Linked DNA regions of Mus musculus: all the other regions are linked to region 1. The links are chromatin contacts, called in public Hi-C and HiCAR-type maps. All regions are on one chromosome and are shown on one strand. The core of a region is the stretch at or near the end of the contact, and the rest is flanking DNA. Distances in the headings are between cores, read along the strand shown. Region 1 has its middle 3.3 kb from the start of Gm33265. Region 2 has its middle 28 kb from the start of Gm33381. Region 3 overlaps Gm40109 (a long non-coding RNA gene).

Evidence for each region. A called contact is a pair of places that touch in the nucleus more often than the background predicts. HiCAR-type assays count read pairs that join an accessible place to other places.
Region 2: a contact with region 1 is called in a Hi-C map of DN2 thymocytes, with 3 times the contacts expected there. The contact joins two enhancer-like sites. A contact is called at or near these places in 8 of 484 Hi-C or Micro-C datasets (CD4 T cells, DN2 thymocytes, cerebral cortex and 4 more) and 13 of 115 datasets of contacts at active chromatin or transcription factors (DN3 thymocytes, the HPC-7 cell line, astrocytes and 7 more).
Region 3: a contact with region 1 is called in a HiCAR-type map of kidney, with 2.6 times the contacts expected there. The contact joins two enhancer-like sites. A contact is called at or near these places in 2 of 484 Hi-C or Micro-C datasets (myocytes and nephron progenitors), 3 of 115 datasets of contacts at active chromatin or transcription factors (embryonic stem cells, kidney and pancreatic cancer cells) and 1 of 9 other capture datasets (embryonic stem cells).

The regions. Positions count from the first base shown.
Region 1 is chr3:101,669,214-101,671,942 of GRCm38.p6, forward strand. No RefSeq gene overlaps it. Among named protein-coding and RNA genes, the nearest start is that of Gm33265, 3.3 kb to the left of the region's middle. Within about 2 kb of position 1,423, at least 56 of the 459 cell types and tissues checked have an H3K27ac peak or open chromatin away from gene starts, as enhancers often do. A contact at or near this core is called in DN2 thymocytes, DN3 thymocytes, the HPC-7 cell line and 3 more, where this site is marked.
Region 2 is chr3:101,799,168-101,802,007 of GRCm38.p6, forward strand. No RefSeq gene overlaps it. Among named protein-coding and RNA genes, the nearest start is that of Gm33381, 28 kb to the right of the region's middle. Within about 2 kb of position 1,369, at least 105 of the 459 cell types and tissues checked have an H3K27ac peak or open chromatin away from gene starts, as enhancers often do. A contact at or near this core is called in DN2 thymocytes, DN3 thymocytes, the HPC-7 cell line and 2 more, where this site is marked.
Region 3 is chr3:101,499,179-101,502,305 of GRCm38.p6, forward strand. It overlaps Gm40109 (a long non-coding RNA gene), which reads right to left. Exons shown (of 2, transcript XR_867517.1): 2 at 2,749-3,127. Among named protein-coding and RNA genes, the nearest start is that of Gm40109, 7.1 kb to the right of the region's middle. Within about 2 kb of position 1,378, at least 60 of the 459 cell types and tissues checked have an H3K27ac peak or open chromatin away from gene starts, as enhancers often do. A contact at or near this core is called in kidney, where this site is marked.

The DNA of each region.
Region 1 (2,729 bases), core at 173-2,672:
CTCTACCCTTTGACCTGTACTCTTCCTCCCTGCCCCCTGTCCTCCCTCTAACCATTCAACTCTCTGGCCATCACCATTCCACTCCACCCATGAATCAACTCTTTATGTTGCATATATAAGTGAGTTCAGGACAGGTTTATTTTGTTGCATCTGTCTTATTTCACTTAAAATAATGTCTTCTGTGTTATCACAAATCCAGGTTTGGGGTTTTACAGCTCAGTGGTATTCTGTAGCTTGCATATACCGAATTTTTGCTATTGGTTAATCTGCTAATGGACACTTAGTTGCCCCGAAATCTTGTCTACAGTGAACAAGGCTGGGGTAAGTGCAGGTGTCTCTTTCACACTCACTCTCCTCTCCATGGTAGCTACACAGTAACATGGTAATAGGCAACACAGTTGCTTTTCCTGTATTTTGGAGGAGTTCCTGTGTGGAAGTTTCCATAATGGCTGTATTCATTTGCAGACCTGCCTGCAGTATGAATGAGTTCTCTTTTTCTCCTTAGGACTCCACCTCACCTTCTTTAATCACTTGATGTGTGATGGGAAGTGCAAACTCCCTCTTGTATCCTCCTGGAAGTGCCCAGAGCTCCTCTGTTTCCCATGATGGCTCTGCCACTAGACTCAGGGCCCAGGGGTCACTGAAATAATGTTTTTTCATGCCGACAAGGTATAAAAGTGACAGCAGCTACAGAAGTCTGTGGGGCAGAATGAGTCATAGGTCTACATGTGGCATCTAAGAGGCTGCCAGTCTTCGTCCTGTCCAACCCACTGAAAACCAATGGTGCTCATTCCAAGATAGTAGAACCACTTCCAGGCCGTGGAGGAGTTCCATTAGTTCTCAGAGCAGCCTGTTGGGTTGATGCCTTTGGCTTCTTCCTAGCTTCTGGGCATTCTGGGTGGAATCTTCCCTCAGTCAGGCTGGCATGTAGTTCTGCTTCCCACCATGGGCTGCTCTCACACACTTAGCCATACGCGTTCAGCCCCTCACCATTGGCTATGGTCAAGCATGTTCTACTGATGAAATGAAATATCCTCCACACCTTCAAGGATTTCATACACCAGACAGATGGTATCCCCTTTCTGTTCCAAACACCTGAGGTTTCCTATCGCCTATGGTATCAAGCTTAAAGTCTTGGTGCTGTTACTCAAAGTTTTATTTTTTTTGGCCTTGTCCTATATCCATTCATTTATCTATCAAATGCTAGTTTGACCTAACATTAATAAAGACCTGACATGTGACAGTCCTTTTTATCTCCTACTTTAAGAAGTCCTCTTTGTGCCCTCTCATTCCTCCTGGCACCATCCTGGTTGACCTGGCCTCCTGGAAGGCTTTTCTCTTCTCTTTCAAACTGAACCTGCTTCAGTTTAGCCCTTAACTGTCAATCAGTTACCAGGAAACTTGGAGTGAGGTGTGGCCATCAGACCGCACGCAGGCTTAGACTGCAGCTGGCAAGACATCAAGTTCCCAGCAGTCCCAGAACAGGCTGCCTCGTGGCTCTCATTCTTTTCCTTATGCATGGCCCCTCGCTGAGCGTCTGCTCCTCTTCTCCCGAGCTGATCCTGCCCACCCCACAGTTTCTGTTTCCTAACAATGTTGACTTTTGTGTAGCTTCAGCTAGCCTTAGACTCTTTAGTCTTCGCGGTTACCTCAGGAAGCACCTGTTCCCAGTCTTTGGGTATCTGCCTGTGGTGTTATTTCTGTCATTGTGGCTTCCCAAAGAAAAGAGTTCAGGTTCCCAGAGAGAATCTGATCTACATAGTTCCTCTTTGCATGCTGGTCCAAGTCATGGTTCTCAGGCTATCCAAGAGTGACCCATGCCTATGACTTAGTCATTTAACCACGGCTGCCTGAAGATAGCCAAGGTTTGTCTGTGGGGTCTAGAGCTGCAAGAGAAGTTCTTGTCTCCATGTAAGCAGCTTTGTGTGTGTGGCTCTGTTAGAAAAGCTTTTAAAGCCTGACAGAGAGCACACCCTGTCTCCATTTCGCTTCTCCCTCTTTTCTCACTGGTTTGCTGCCCACAACATTGTATTCTTAATTCTTCATGTTTGGATTTGTCTTTTTAAACTTAGATATCTACCCAAACAGATGCACAAGTCACAGCACAGAAACACACACACACAAAAGGAAAACAACGGGTCTCATTCAAAAGAGCATCACTCTTCAGTTATTGAACCCAAAGATACTAAGAGGGATTAAAAATGCCAGATGAAGAATGCCAAAGTGGACTTGGGGAAATGAACAGCAACTCAAAGAGGATGCAAGCAAGTAAATGAATAAAATAAGGAAATAAATTAAAGACCTGGAAAGGAAAACCAACTACATAGACGACAAAGCCCGAAAAGAACAAGATTTTTGAAAAACAAACAAAGAAAGAGAAATGTGGGAAATAAAAGACAAATGAAATAACCAGTGACAGTTGTCAATCACCGAGAGACTGGACCACGCCCAGAAATCCCAGCGCTGAAAGACAAGGTCAAGATAAATACTTCATCTATAAACTGACAGAGAAGTAAGCTTTGCCATAGACACCCAAGATCTTGGAGACAATCAAGAGTTACCTAGTACATTATAGTATGATAACAAAAATCACAAAACAAAGAACCAGAATTAAAAGGTAAAAAGGGAAAATGATAACTCAACTGTCAGGAAAAATTTGACAGGTTAATGAAAAGAGAACAATGATACTTGTGAGTTAGACATCAGACATCTCAGCGGCAACCATAAGA
Region 2 (2,840 bases), core at 119-2,618, 130 kb after region 1:
ATGACTACAATTTGTTCTGCACCTAGACCCACACAGAAGCCCCAGACTGTGGGGCTGCGAAGCATGGGGTCCAATCATCTGTTTACCGAGCCCCGTTACCTGGATTTCCATCCCCTGGTGTGTCACTGGCCAAGTGGCTTTAACCACTCCAGGCCTGGTTTTTCCTTGTGTGTAAAATGAAAGCAAACTTTGCCTAACCCCAGGTTCTGTCACAGCAACTGAACAAGGAAATTTGAGCCAAGTGTTTGCACAGTTGCTGTCCACCCAGAACTCTCGGGAGTGGAGGGAAGATAGGTGGGAAGGCACCTGACCTGAGCCTCCGAGGCCAGAGGAGGTTGAAGGAGGACCAGATAGGTGACCTGGAAATGACCACAGGCCTGAGTCCGGGCTGTCAACTTTGATATCCTGGAGGGGCGATACATGAGAGGGTAATTCCGGTAACTATATTTCCTTGCAGAGTACACTGTGCTCTGCCACAGGAACATTTTCTCATTACTATATAATAACATCAGCGCTAATGTCCTCTTTCTCAAAGGAGTCCAGAGCACTTAGAGATTGCATGCTCAGTGCCCAAAGTGCAGGCCTGGGGTTGGTGGCAGAGGCTGCCAGATATCAGGCTTCTACTGCAGTAAAGCGAGCAGAAGCCAAGGGTGTGTCACACAGAGTCACCGCACTCAGCATCTCTAGTGCTCTGGGGACCCACTCAGAAAGGTCACTTCCCTTGAAGACACCACCGAAGCTAGTTTGAGGGGACTCCAATGAGCAGCCTTCTCTGCCCATCACATTCAACAGGAAAAACGGGGCTGGGGAGGAACTGGGAGGACTCTGGGAGCCTGACTGCTCCAAGAGGGTGCTTGCTCCCAGCCTCCTTTGCGGGCTGAGTCAGAGAAGGTCACACATGATTGAGTAGATCTGGCTGACCACCGCAGGAGCTCAGAAAGGGAAGTGTGAGCTTTCACTGCGTGGTGGATTTGGTTCCCAGAGGAGCTACTTACTGCTCTGGGATTGAAATTTACCTGATGGGAATGACAGATTTCCGCAGATCAACTGTGACCCTCATGAGAAGACCTATTGCTATGTTTTACTGTAGGGTCGTGTTTGGTATTTTACTTTGAGACCAAAAAAAAAAAAAAAAAAAAAAAAAAAAAGGGAAGTGTTCCTCATTGTATTATTCCAGAGCTTCCAACTTGCTGGACTCGCGGGTCATACACCTGCGCTAGAGGCCTGAGTACCAAACACCTTCACTGCCCCCCTGGGTCCCACAGCTCTAACGTGCGGGGAAGCCCAGGACCACACATTTTATCTGTGTTTCTGCAGGGTATAGGTCGCACTCAGATGCCACCAGGCAAGGAAAACCACAGTGCCTGAGGGTTCCAGGCACAGAGCGGTGGGTAGAAGGTGCTCAGACTTTTGTGACTTCCTGTTGCTGATGACGCGGCTCATGCCCGGGGCGGGGGTGGGGGGGTGGGGGAGTTGGGGGTGGGGTGGGACTGGCTGAAGGAGCAATGGCCTCCGGGGCTGAAGTGAACCATAGGCTCGAACAGTCTTCACATCTCACCCACAGGAGCTCTTTTAGTGTTGCCAGAGCCCCTTGGAGGCAGGGCCTCCTAACCAAATGGTAAGATGAAGAAAGTAATAAAGAAACTGAGACAGACACGGAAGGGAAGCCCGACGCTGGTGACCCTGATCCCACTGGCACCTGGGCCCTCACTAACAGTCTTTATACATCAGTCTCTACTCCACCCTCTCTCCTCCTGTCCCCTCCCTTCCCCCCAGCGGCACCCATTTCCTAGCTTTTGCTGTTTCTCTATCTGGAATCACTCTTCTGTCACCGCACCAGAGGGATCCCTTGACTCCATGTTCCATTGTCATTGGGTTAAAACAAACAAACAAACAAACCCCAAACAATTTGTAAACACCAACAAAAGAATTCGGATCCAACCAATTTATTCTGGGAATGGTGGGCATGGGAGTAGGGGGCGGGGGTGGGGAGGGGGGTGAGAGCTACCCAGGAACTTTTTTAAATGAGGGGACAGCCATAGATACATGTTTTATGATTATCACAATGGAAAACTGGGGGCAGGGGGTCCACCACTTATAGTCCAGGGTCATTGAACAGTCAACAATGCATGTGGTCGCAGCAAAACTGCCTTGGACTGTCCGTGAATGAAATGATGTTAGGGACCACTTTCCTCTCAGGTCCAATGTGGGGTGGGGGCGGGGCGTGCCTAGCTCACTTTTCCTTTCCTGTACAGTTCAGGGTCCAGTCCTATGGTGGTATCCACTTTCAGAATGGCCTTTTTCCCATGTCAAAATCAATGCAGTCAAGACAATCCGCTACAGGTGAGCCCGTAGGCGAGGCTGGTTAGAGGGCCTCTCTTTAAGAGTCATCTCTCCAGCGATTGATTCTAGATTATGTGGAGCTGACAATTAAAACTGACAATTACCATGAGTTCTGACATGGCACTTCCCATGCTCTTGTTTACGACTGCGACTACTTCCTTCAAGCTCCTGTTGCCATTACTGCCCCCTCAGTGGCAGACTGCAACCTGGGATTGTGAGTCTGATAAACCATTCTCCCTAAACAGAGTCCGCCGGAGCATTCATCATATCACAGTGTCAGGAAATGAAACTAACACACACACTAATGTATCCAGGCGGCTGCCAAAAGAGCTTCTCACTAACTGGTCCCGGCTCTGGGCTTCTTCCCAGGTGGAGATGGAAACCCTCTGTCACTCAGAAAGTGAACACAAGAGCAATCGTGTCAAAAATCAGAAAGTCCATCCGTCACTTGCAGAGAGTAAGCATGCCCGTGGGGTCCTGCTGGAGGTGGCTGGGAG
Region 3 (3,127 bases), core at 128-2,627, 170 kb before region 1:
TGGTGGACATGCATCAGCCCCAGGCAGTGGTTTGACTATTCCATGCTCTGGCTCTGTCTGGTACAGAGGCCTGTTTAAACAGTGAGAATAAAATGTGTCAGGCTGAACTGACTGACAAGCAGAATGTTTTATTTCTTTTAAGCTGTGTGTGTGTGTGTGTGTGTACCTTGCCTGCTCCTATCAGTGTTCCTCTATAGCACCCATTGTTCTTAACTGAGAGATGGATGCCTGGGCAGGAGCTGTGAATACTAAGAAGGGAGAGAAGCCTGCTCAAGGCCTGGAGTACTTGGTTGACCCCTGCTTCATCCCCCTAAAACTGGCAAGGGGCAAGGGACAGTTCTGGGCAGGGCAGTATCAACATCCCTTACTACCCAGGAAGGACTGGGGAGAGGACTGTGGTCTATGGCTAAAGGTGAGATAGCCAGCCGTCCCTGTGCCTTCTGGGTCTTGTTAACAAAATCGTGTGGCCGTCTTATGGTCTCTCGAGTAATCTCTCAGAATACATTTGCCAACCACTGGTATTTTGGTAATTTGGTATTTTCCATTATGGGAAGAATTCTACGGCTCAAAAAAAAAAGCATTTTCCATTCCTTTGGGTGTTTCAGCGTATGGCTAGTAGTTGCATTTGTTCATGAACGTTTATAGGGATTGTGTACTATCTAAGGCTGTAAGTCAGAAGTGTAAGCAGAGAGAGTTATAGAGGTGGAGGTGGGGAAACAGGAATTCTCTTGAGACTGGCTGGTCAAGTCTTCGTTTAAGAAAAGTGGGCTTCAAGCAGAGCCTGAAGGGCAGATAAACAAAAGAGGGCAAAGAGAAGATGTGTGTGGGAGAGACAGATTCAAAAGGGCAAGCATTCAGCAATGGCTAGGGCCAGCACTCTAGGAGGAAGCCAGTCACCAGCAGGAAAGGGCAGAGCTTTCCTGACACTGGGCGTGTGTTTGCCTGTCAACATGGACGCAGGATGGCATCTTCAGTGGCCAGACGTTCAGTGGCCAGACGAGCGCTTTCACTTCTGGGTATTTATATTTCCCCAGCTACAAAATAAGATGTGGTGATAAATGCTTATCTCAAGGGCTGTGGGGAGGATAGACTCACAAGTGACATCAGGCAAAACACCTCCAAAGGTAACGGTCCCTCCTACCTGTCTTAGTGCGTTGGAAATGTCACACTTGAGACCTAAGGGGATAAGGATCCATGTGCCCTTTACAAGTAAATACACAGACTGGTCAATGGACGGGGAATCTGTTCTCTCCCAGACTGTGGGAGAGTTGACGGTGCATACTGTCTCCGGATGTTTGATTTCCTGAGCCTCTCCTGAACAATGCCACCACTGTCCTGGCACCCTTGGCAAGCGGTCCCATGACAGCCAGGTTCTTGTCACATGTCATTTTCCTGGAGTGAGTCACTGGAGAACCGAGCTGTAGTCATGACCTTCAGCAGAGGGAGGTGAAAGTGGCCCGGAATGAACACAGAGTCGGACTTGGCTTCCTATTCCCTTCCATGGACATTTCGCCCCAGGCCTTGACCTTGCAACTCAAGAGAGTAGGACCCTACTATGAGTGGTATAAACTAATATCCTGCCTCTGACCTCCACACAAAGGGCCTTTGAACCCCTAAGATCTTATCTCTTCCCTTCCAATCTAGCCCTTGCAAGTCTGAGGGAGACTGGAGCTGTTAGAGTCTTTGGTCCCAAAGGGTAACCAGGAACACTCTTGGGTTCCCTCCCGAGAGCAAGCAGGAGTGACCAGACGGGGCAAAAGCTCAACTCTGTGGTCTGACTGCATGTCTTCCTTCTTCTAGTGTGGAAACATGCCATTTATTACCACAGACACAAAGCAGAGCTCTGCAGCATGTACGTCTGTGTGTGACTGTTATGATCTAGCTCCCAGGACGAGATGTGATCTCTGTGGGGGTGATGCCTTCCTGGATAGCTGTGTAGCAGGGGGAGAAGAGGTCAGCTGGTAACCAGGACTCGTGAGTCCATGCTCCTCTATCTGTGACCTTGGGATATGACCTTGTCCAATCTTCCTTCTCCGAGACTGAGGGTCCACATCTGAAAAGTGATTTGTCTCCATCACTGAATTGGAATATTTCCACCATTCCGAGCTCTAATTTTCTTGGCTGCTCAAACACAAAGCCTTAGAGAGAAATACGTAAAGGTGAGACATAACTATAACTGCATAGCTGTGAACCTTGCATGTGAGAGACAGAGCCAGGCTACCTATCGGGACCTCCTCCTCCCCCTCCCCCTCCCCCTCCCCCTCCTCCTCCTCCTCCTCCTCCTCCTCTTCCTCTTCTTCCTCCTCTTCCTCTTCCTCCTCCTCTCCTTTCTATCTCCTGCTTTCCCACCCCCTCCCTTCTTCCCCTTCCCTCTCTCCTTCCCTCCCTCCCTTCCTCCCTCCCTCCCTCCCTCCCTCCCTCCCTCCCTCCCTTCCTTCCTTCCTTCCTTCCTTCCTTCCTTCCTTCCTTCCTTCCTCCTTCCTTCTTTTCTCTCTGTTTCAAGACAGCATCTTGTGTAGCCCAAGGCTGGCCTTTGGCTCACTCAGTAAGTAATCAAGCATGATATTAAATTTCTGACCTTCCAGACTCCATCTCCTACGTTCTAGGATTACAGGCACATGCCACCTTGCGTACGTGCTGCTGGAGATTGAACCCAAGGCTACACTTATGTAAGTCGAGTATGTTATTAACTGAGCTATAATCCCAACCTGGTTCTTTCAAAAAGGAAAACAAGATTTAAAAAGTAAGTCCTGAGAGAAGACAGCAATCTTTATCAGTACCAACTCCATACCTCTCAGCTTCCCATCTCCCCCAAACACAAGCCCAGGAGGGACTCCTGTTGGCAGACCCTACATTTGTATATTCAAAAGGAGCTCAAATGCTTGTTCCCACAAGCTGTAAACAGCCTAGCCAACTTTATGAGTTCCAGCATACCCAGCAGATCATCCACGAGCCATGCACAATTCAAGGCTGTTTGACATTTGTTTCTGGTTTTTTCCTATGGCGCCCTGGCTTCACTCTGCACTCTGTTCTTCAGATGTTCTCTGAGCCCCCGAGGAGGCTGGCGCTAACAGTGCTATTACAGATGCTGCGGATAAGCCGGTGCAGCCTGCTCTGGGGAAGCTTG